Regions from separate parts of the Anas platyrhynchos genome. Here region 2 is linked to region 1. A link is a contact called in public Hi-C data. All regions are on one chromosome and are shown on one strand. Each heading gives the region's core, a stretch centred on a gene start, on an enhancer-like site or on the middle of the called end of the contact. The rest is flanking DNA. Distances are from core to core; before and after follow the strand shown. Region 1 overlaps PTPRM (protein tyrosine phosphatase receptor type M). Region 2 holds the start of PTPRM (protein tyrosine phosphatase receptor type M).

Region 1 (4,185 bases), core at 951-3,450:
CTACATTGCCAAAAGCCCCTAATTAGTATCATCTTAGGCTGCCTTTCACTGCCCCTCATCCTAATCAGTTGACTAATTACTTGCACATAATCTCATTGTCAGGTTAGATGATGTTGGCTGTTTGTTTTTTGTTTTTGTTTTTGACTGAAGATAGTCATGAGGAAGAAGTCTCTTGCCTAGGAGGCATGGAAGATAGCCTGCAGTCAGCTACAAGACCTGGAGTAGTGGGTAGGTAATGTTAAACTGGTGTTGCAGAAGGGGGAAAACTGAATGGGGGAAGAAAGATGCAGTCGCAGCCAACAGCAAACTTACAAAAATGTGATAATCTGCAAAAGCTGACATCAGGAAGCTTTTAGTGAAGAAGGCAAGTCATGGGAAAGGATGCAGCGTGAAGAACACGTATTGCTGTGCGATAACAGGCAATGTGACTTTGGATTCCAAATGGGCTATACCAAGGAACATCAGCAGGTGTTACCATAACTGATACGGGTGGTGAGGATGGCATTCAAAAGGGTCTACTGCAAAAGCAAGAAAAGATCACAGAAAAAAAAATAGGAATGTTAAAAAGAAACACACAAATATTTAGAGATGGTGTGCATGTATTAGAAAGCACCAAAGATATACCAAAAAAATAAAAGATTAAAGAATCAAGGAAAACGGGCAACATCATAGAGCTGTGGAGAAAACAACAATTAAGAGGAGGTAACTGACCATCCTATCTCAGACAGCATCACTGGTGCTTCCTCAGCATAATCACACAGAGTTTCTAGGTTGGAAGAGACCTCAAGATCATCGAGTCCAACCTCTGACCTAACACTAACAGTCCCCACTAAGCCATATCACTGAACTCTACATCTAAACCTCTTTTAAAGACTTTCAGGGATGGTGACTCCACCACCTCCCTGGGCAGCCTGTTCCAGTGCCTAACAACCCTTTCAGTAAAGAAGCTCTTCGTAACATCTAACCTAGAACTCCCCTGGCGCAACTTAAGCCCATTCCCCCTCGTCCTGTCACCAGGCACGTGGGAGAACAGGCCAACCCCCACCTCTCTACAGCCTCCTTTAATGTACTTATACAGAGCAATAAGGTCGCCCCTGAGCCTCCTCTTCTCCAGGCTGAACAAGCCCAGCTCCTTCAGCCGCTCCTCATAGGACTTGCTCTCCAGGCCCCTCACCAGCTTCGTCGCCCTTCTCTGGACCCGCTCAAGCACCTCGATGTCCTTCTTGTAACGAGGGGCCCAAAACTGAACACAGTACTCGAGGTGCGGCCTCACCAGAGCCGAGTACAGGGGGACGATCACCTCCCTAGCCCTGCTGGTCACACTGTTTCTGATACAAGCCAGGATGCTGTTGGCCTTCTTGGCCACCTGAGCACACTGCTGGCTCAAGATAATACAGGACAGAAGAAAAGGACTGGGTTAGGAATGGAAGCCTCTTTGGAATCTTCTGCAAACAACAGGCTTCGCCACAAGGAATAAGAAAATGAACAATTAGATTTTAAAAAGTATGTTTTTCTTTGAAAATGAAAAAAAACAATTCTTTAAAACTATTAGCTTTATATCATGTTATTACAAGGATTGAAGAAATACAATTTAGTTTTCTAAAATATTTCTAGCGACTTAAGAATTCCACCATGTGGAAGTGGCTTAAGAATTTATATGGCTATTTTGAAAGCAGTACAGAACTTTATAAATGTCTTCTGCAAAATGCACAAGAGCGTTGCACAGACATTTATGGCATTGCTAATTCAGTAGGTAGTTAACAACAGAATAAGTACAGCAAAACCCTAAACCAACACCAAGGTAAATCTATGGGGATGACATTTTACAATTAAAATGAAAAAAACCATCTTAATTTGAGTTTATGGAGTTAATATATCAAAGACAACTCCAAGTTCAATAACCACAAGTTGTAGTTCAGTGCCTTTTAAAAATAAAATTCCCTGTAGAGACACTCCTATATTGTGCTGAAGTGCAAGATGAACCTCAGCCCTACACTCAAAATTAGGAGTTCATCTGAAAACATAACAGCAGCATTTCAGAAACACGATTTGTGTTGAGCACAGCTTCCCAGCAGTATCCCCATGGGAGCATTTTGCCCAGCAGTTTGCTCCCTCCAGCACGTCTAGGGGCAGGTCCTGACCTTGTCCAAGCCAAGCCAGACTGCGCAGAGCAGCACTGCTGAATCACGCCAGCACAGTTCCACCGACTGGCAGCCAAGGACACAACAGGCAGGAGGATCTCCAGGCTGACACCCTGGGTGCGACAGCAGCCACATTCCAACAGCTGAAAGCAGAGATCCTGAGAGCTGTCATATTTCACATCCTGTTATGATGGGCTGAGGACGAAGATTTAACTCTGCAGTTGGCAACGCTGCTGCAACACGTCAATCCATAAGCTGAAGATTTGGTCTGCATCCAACAGCTGATGCAGCCCGCCTGGTGGAGTCAACCATCAGCACTGCTGTTCCTGTATCCCTCTCTCAATACTGGGTACTGATTTTTGCTAGCCACTTTCACAATTAGGGACGTGGTCCAGAAGCAGATACTGGCTCTAAAATGCTGCATGCCATGGCCTGGATTTCAGTGCTTATTTCTTTCCTGTGACAATTTCTTGTGCAGTATCAGAACTCAGAAAAACACATTACCCGTTTTTCACGGAATGAATGAAATATCTCATTACGTTGCTAATTGATAAGTATTTAGAAGACTACTTAGCAAGCACTTGGTTAACTGGATTTTCATCTTGATTTAACTTGTTTCTTATTAGAAGGGGACAAAATCTAGTTTGGCTGTACTATCATACCAGCAACATGCAATAGTTTACTCATCTCAACAAGGCAAGAAAGAAACTGAGGCACATGCAGAACCAAGGAGTTGAATATTCTCAAGACTGCAAGAGGATTGACCTCTCCTGGACTTTGGACACAACTGACTAAATTGGAAACTTCATCCCCTTACGGCCCTGAACCCCCACTACCTAATCCAGGGAACACGCAGGTACCTCAGAAGGACGATTTAGACATACCATACTGTTGCTTCCAATTCAGATTTGGTTGCTGCTGTTTATGTGCTAGATACTCATAACGCTTTATCTATGCAAGTTCATTTTTTAAACAGCTTTGAAAAATCCCTAGTTCAAATTAAATGTTTTGTAACAAATGTCAAAACTGTAAATCACTGTACAGTAGCAGTAAGCTGATGGAAAAGATGCAACTTGCTCAATACAATTCTCCAAATCTTTTAAGCCAAAAATTGTTTAATACAATTTAACACACCCTAGAGTGTAGTTAAATAATTGTGATAGATGGCAGTGTGTCTTAGTCTTTTCCATTTGTTAAATGATGATAGATGAATTATGCACATTACTGAATTTCAATGCATGCTTTCTGTTCACCACTCATGTTTCATGAAAAACATCCAAAGAACAAATAGTTTAAATGTATCTCCATCAGAACAATACTACAGTCTACAGTTATGGTAAAGATGATGAAGGCCAAAAATGTTTTGAAGTCCCCTGGCACTCACAGCAACAACAAATGTATGGCGGTAATGTAGCTACTAACATATTTGCTACTATCTCTGTTTTAAATAAACTAACTGAGCCTCTATCTGTTTTTTTTTTTTTTTTTTTTTTAAAAAAAAGTTTCTTTGTTATTAGCACTATATGAGAACAACTCTGGGGGAAGGAAAACTATAATGATTCAAAACTGGAAAAGTCATAGGTTGGGGGAGAAAGAAGAACTGTCTTTTTTTTTTTTTGAGCTATTACCTACCTTGGCATCAAAGTCACATTTTAAAAATTATTTTATGAAAGAACTTTTTTTTTTAAACATAAGAAAAACAAGAAAAATATTTCTAAGTATACTGTAATAGTTTCTAAGAAAACTTCACTTGAGCAGCCATTCGGTAATTATCTGCTCTTTGGCAACACCTGCGCTGAGCCTCCTAGGATGTACAATTTGTCATTTTAATGCATAACACAGAATCCCAGAGCACTAGACTGCAGAAAAAAAAAATCCATACTATCTACTTTTTCAAAGGATTTTTATCTTGCAATAATTGTTGCATGTGAATGTATCTGATTTCTAGCCCCTTCAGTATTCTTGCTCTCCCAGGGTGGCATTTTGGAAGTGTCTGCATACCTTGAGTGATGCTCTTCAACTGGACTGCACTTCATTTAGTCAC
Region 2 (4,185 bases), core at 444-2,943, 88 kb after region 1:
GCCCTAGCTCAACTTTGAACAAGGAGTACAGGAGTTTGTGCAGGTCAGCAGTGAGTTACGGATTTGTCTTCATAAAGGAAGAGCTCTCACTGAAGCCCGGACACTGGACTTCCCATATTAATGAGTTATAGGGCTAATATACATGAGTTCAGTTCCATAATTCACTACAGAGCTCAGCTTCGTCCTACCACGACTGTTTGGAAAAAGATTTCATCATTCGTATATCTCATCTCGGTGCTAAACATCTCTCTGCTCAGGAGCCCTCTGTCTCACCCGCAGTAAAAAACGCGGCGGAGAATTTAAGGGAAATGCAGCTGCATACACAAAAGGTCGCTGGGACCTGACATAAACCCAGATTTTTCTAGTTTTAAACGAGTTTAAAAGCAGACCACGAACTCTCTACCTCCCCCCCCCCCCCCCCCCCAATAAAACTTGCTGTAGCCACAGAGCCGCACGGGAGCACGGCGTGCGCCCAAAACACCCGGCAAGCAGCCTGCGCACCCAGCGAAGCCTCCAAGCCTCGCTCCCCACCGAAGCTGACTTCTCATGAGCTGAGGACCAGATGTCTTCAATTTCTTCACCGTACTTTGCAGCAACTTCGTGCTGGAAACAGCCCACGACACACACACACATCCCTCCCCCCCCCCCTCCCCGGAGCGAGCTCTGCGCGCTCCGCTGCGAAGGGGATTTCACAACCCGGATTCCCGTCTGAAATTACGGGTTTCTTCGGCACGGAAAAAGGACGGGGGAGCAGCGGGGGGCTGCGAAAACCCACCCGAGGACCCGAGGGAAGAGGGGCTCGCCGCTCCGCCGGCTGCCAGCCCCGCCAGCCCCACGCACGGGGGGGGTCCCCCAAAGCTGCGACCCCGCCGTGTCGCGGCCGCCCGACGGCGGGGGCTGCCCGTGGGGGGCTCCCCTCGCCCCTCAGCCTCCCCGGCAGGGGTCAGGGGGAAACTTTTGGCAAGGGGGATGCGGGGAAGAGCCGCAGCCCGAGCGGGGCACGGCCCGGCCCGACCCCGCCGGCCGCTCGCCCTTCCCTCCCCTCCCCTCGGCGCCCTTCCCGTCCAGGCGCACGCCAGCGGCATCCCGCCCGCCGCCTCCTCTCCTCCTCCTGCAGACACTTTTGTTGTTGTTGCTGTTTTTTTCTGTTTTTCCCCCGTTTAAAAAGCGGCTACGAAGTGTCAGCCCCGCCGGGGGTGGGGGGTGAGGAGAGAGGAACCCAAGGCAATGTGTCCCCCCCCCCCCCCGACCCTTACCTGTGAACGTCTGCGCTCCCGCTGCCAGCAAAAGTCCGGCCAAAGTAAGCAGGCAAGTCCCAACTTTCCCCATATTTCCACCCCTTCCTGCCGCGGATCCAGCAAAGTGCCAAAGTGTCTGCCAAAAAGTAGGAGGCTCCCCCCTTCGCCCCCCTCCAGCCGCTGGGGCAGGCGGGGAGGGGGCGGCCGGGACTCCCCCTCGGGGCTCCCCGCAGCCGCTCCGTGCGCTCCTCGTCCCCTCCGGCTCCTCGGGGTGCCCGGAGAGGGGCTCGGGGACCCCGCGGTGCCTTCCTCCGCCCGCTGCCCTCACCCCGGGGGCTGCCTCCCCGCCGGCTCCCGCTGCCCGGAGCCCGGTGGCCGGGGCGGGTGTGTTGGAGGGGGGGGGGGCAGCCGTAATGCCGGCGTCTCCCCGCCCGGCGCCGCCGCCGGTCCCGGTTGAGCTCGGCTCCCTGACTGACTCGCGGTCCCCCCCGGCAGGCGGGCGGGCTGAAGGGAGCGGGGAAAGTCACGCCCAGCCGGCGGCGGCGCCGCTCGGCCCCGCTAGAGGGCGAGGCGGTGCGGGCCGGGCGCCGCGGGCGGCTCCGGGGGTCGCGGCGTCGCCCCCCCCCTGCCCCGCAGCTCCTGTCCCGGATGGGGACAGGGACGGGGACGGGGATGGTGCCGGGGGACCGAGCCCCCAAACGCGTGCCCTGAAAGTTGAGCGCCTCGCCCCGGCTGCTTAGGGCGCCCCTGGCAGCCCGCCCGCCCCACAGCCCTGCCGGGGGTGGGAAATGGGCTCGGAGGGGCCACGCTTCAAACCGAGAGGAAAATCCTTTCAAAACGGAGCTGCCTTCGTCCCTTGCACGCTGAGGGGCCCGGGTTTTTACTCCGCAGCCCTCTCCGTTTGGGGGATGCGGCTCCTGGAGTCCCCAACCTTCAGACACCTCGATAATGTGTGTATTGGTTTTAAACCTTTCCGAACTTGGCATCTAGGGGTGGAGGTGTTTTTGTTGGCTATCATCACTTTCAGCTAAAGCTTATTTATTTGTTTGTTTCTTTGCTTGTTTTATTTCAGGTGCAGGTGGCTGGCCAAACTTAACTCCTGTTTATTCCCCGGGGTCACAAACAAAACGGTGGAAACAAGAATCAAAGTAGTGCTGCAATTAAGGGTTGGAGCTGGCAAATAAAAACCACAAAAGCTCGGGTTCTGCGTTGCCTGTTTTCTCCAGAGCGGGTCCTCTGTTTTCTTTTACGATACCCTCATGTGTGCTTAGCTTCAATCCCGTTGCCACTGAAGCCTTAACCCATCCCCCATGCAGTTCTGCAACTTACAGCGCATATCAAAGATGTATCCGTATCCTGTACTATATTTACACAGAACACATCCTCTTCAAAGTTAGGCCCTTCAGCTCCGTCCCCTCCTGCGAGCCCCCCAGCCTCTCTGCTGTCAGGGCACTGGTTTAGCAATGCCCGTGTTAACCTGATGCCATCTCCACGAAGGGACGTGAACTTTTTCAGATCTGTGGGGTGTAAAGGCAGCAGCTACCTCCTGAGTTAACACAAGGGGGCAGAATAGCATTAATTGTTGTCTTTCCTGACGTCAGACTTTTCCCTTGAACTGTGAGCGTTTTCTTCGTCTATTAATTGCCTGGAATTTCCTAGTTGTCTGCGCCTCCCACCTCCTCCCAGAAAAGTTCTTAATCCCCCCAGACCTTGATAACCTATGCTATTTTCTTTCTTTCTTTTTTTTCTTTTAATAATAATTCTACTTTTTTTTTTTTCTCCCGTGCATAATTTATGCAAATTGTATGCTCTCTAAAAGCTGCAGTTACAGCATCTCTACGTTAGAAAGTCTAGCTAGTCTTGGAAATGTTCCTTGTGCAGCTACAGAACTGTTTTTAAAAACTTAGTAAGTCTCCTAAGTAATTTAACTTACACTAAATTTTCAAATGTATCTACTAATAGATTTGACACTAAAAAATCTACGGTTAAACTAGTTCTTATGCTACTGATGACTTCTCTCTAGTTGTAACGACCAGAAACACATAAAAAATCTAGCTCTAATCAGCTAATGTCAGTCTTAACACAGTATGATAAAGTATCATGTTCAGACGTACAACCTTACCTCTGACCTATCTTTTTGACAGGGAAATGAAAACTTCATGCCAATATTCACTGCTCTCTAATGTTAGCTTACAGAGGATGATACAGAAAGTCAGCAAGTTCTGTGAAAGAGTAGGTAAGAATGGTCACAGTTATAGAAGCAGTAGGAATGAAGTCATTGACCTTCAAAGACATAATCATTCTGTTTTCAATAAAATAAATCAACGAAACAGTTAAGCTTTGGGGAATAGCTAAGACAACAACATAAAACACTGGTCACACATGGCTGATCAGCAATCATTAGCTGTGTTTCACTGAGTTTTGATACCAGAGTGTGTATGAAAACAGTCCAGAATCAGTACCAAAAAAAAAGAATTAGAACATCAAGAAAACTTTAGGCATAAAACATACTCGCTAGTGGTTTGGCTCCAGGAAAACCTTCAGGAGAATTCATTAAGAGCTAAGCTGTGACTTGGAAGAGGATTGGAAGCATCTGCAGAAAATAAAATAAAATAATTTTACTGATTGTTTCTTATTGGCAAACAGATAATTTGCATCTGTTCTTGAGCTGGATCATCTCACATACCTGATGACAGTTCCCCACATACACACATTTCAGCTCAAGAATGTAGAAGATCATTGATTATTCCTGCTGAAAGGGGTCAAAGAATGAGGCAGTCAAGTAGTAAGACATAGGATAAGAAGAAAAATGAATATGGAAGTTGGCATAACAATCTGTTTTCTAGATTTTGATGTAGCCTGGTAGGAAATGCACAAAACCTTTATTGCAAGTTTTTTGCTTTATTTTTAAATACGGATTCTTTTGTATTCACTGGGAGGAAATTAA

Evidence for each region. Hi-C and Micro-C count contacts between places; a contact is called where the count stands out from the background.
Region 2: a contact with region 1 is called in a Hi-C map of skeletal muscle, with 1.9 times the contacts expected there. The contact joins the promoter of PTPRM here to the enhancer-like site in region 1. A contact is called at or near these places in 2 of 8 Hi-C or Micro-C datasets (skeletal muscle and subcutaneous adipose tissue).

What each region holds. Positions count from the first base shown.
Region 1 is chr2:51,146,186-51,150,370 of IASCAAS_PekinDuck_T2T, forward strand. The region is part of intron 1 of PTPRM (protein tyrosine phosphatase receptor type M); the gene reads right to left. Among named protein-coding and RNA genes, the nearest start is that of PTPRM, 88 kb to the right of the region's middle. Within about 2 kb of position 2,201, at least 1 of the 8 cell types and tissues checked has an H3K27ac peak or open chromatin away from gene starts, as enhancers often do.
Region 2 is chr2:51,234,500-51,238,684 of IASCAAS_PekinDuck_T2T, forward strand. It overlaps PTPRM (protein tyrosine phosphatase receptor type M), which reads right to left and starts at 1,694. Exons shown (of 32, transcript XM_027452030.3): 1 at 1,257-1,694. The coding sequence starts at 1,329.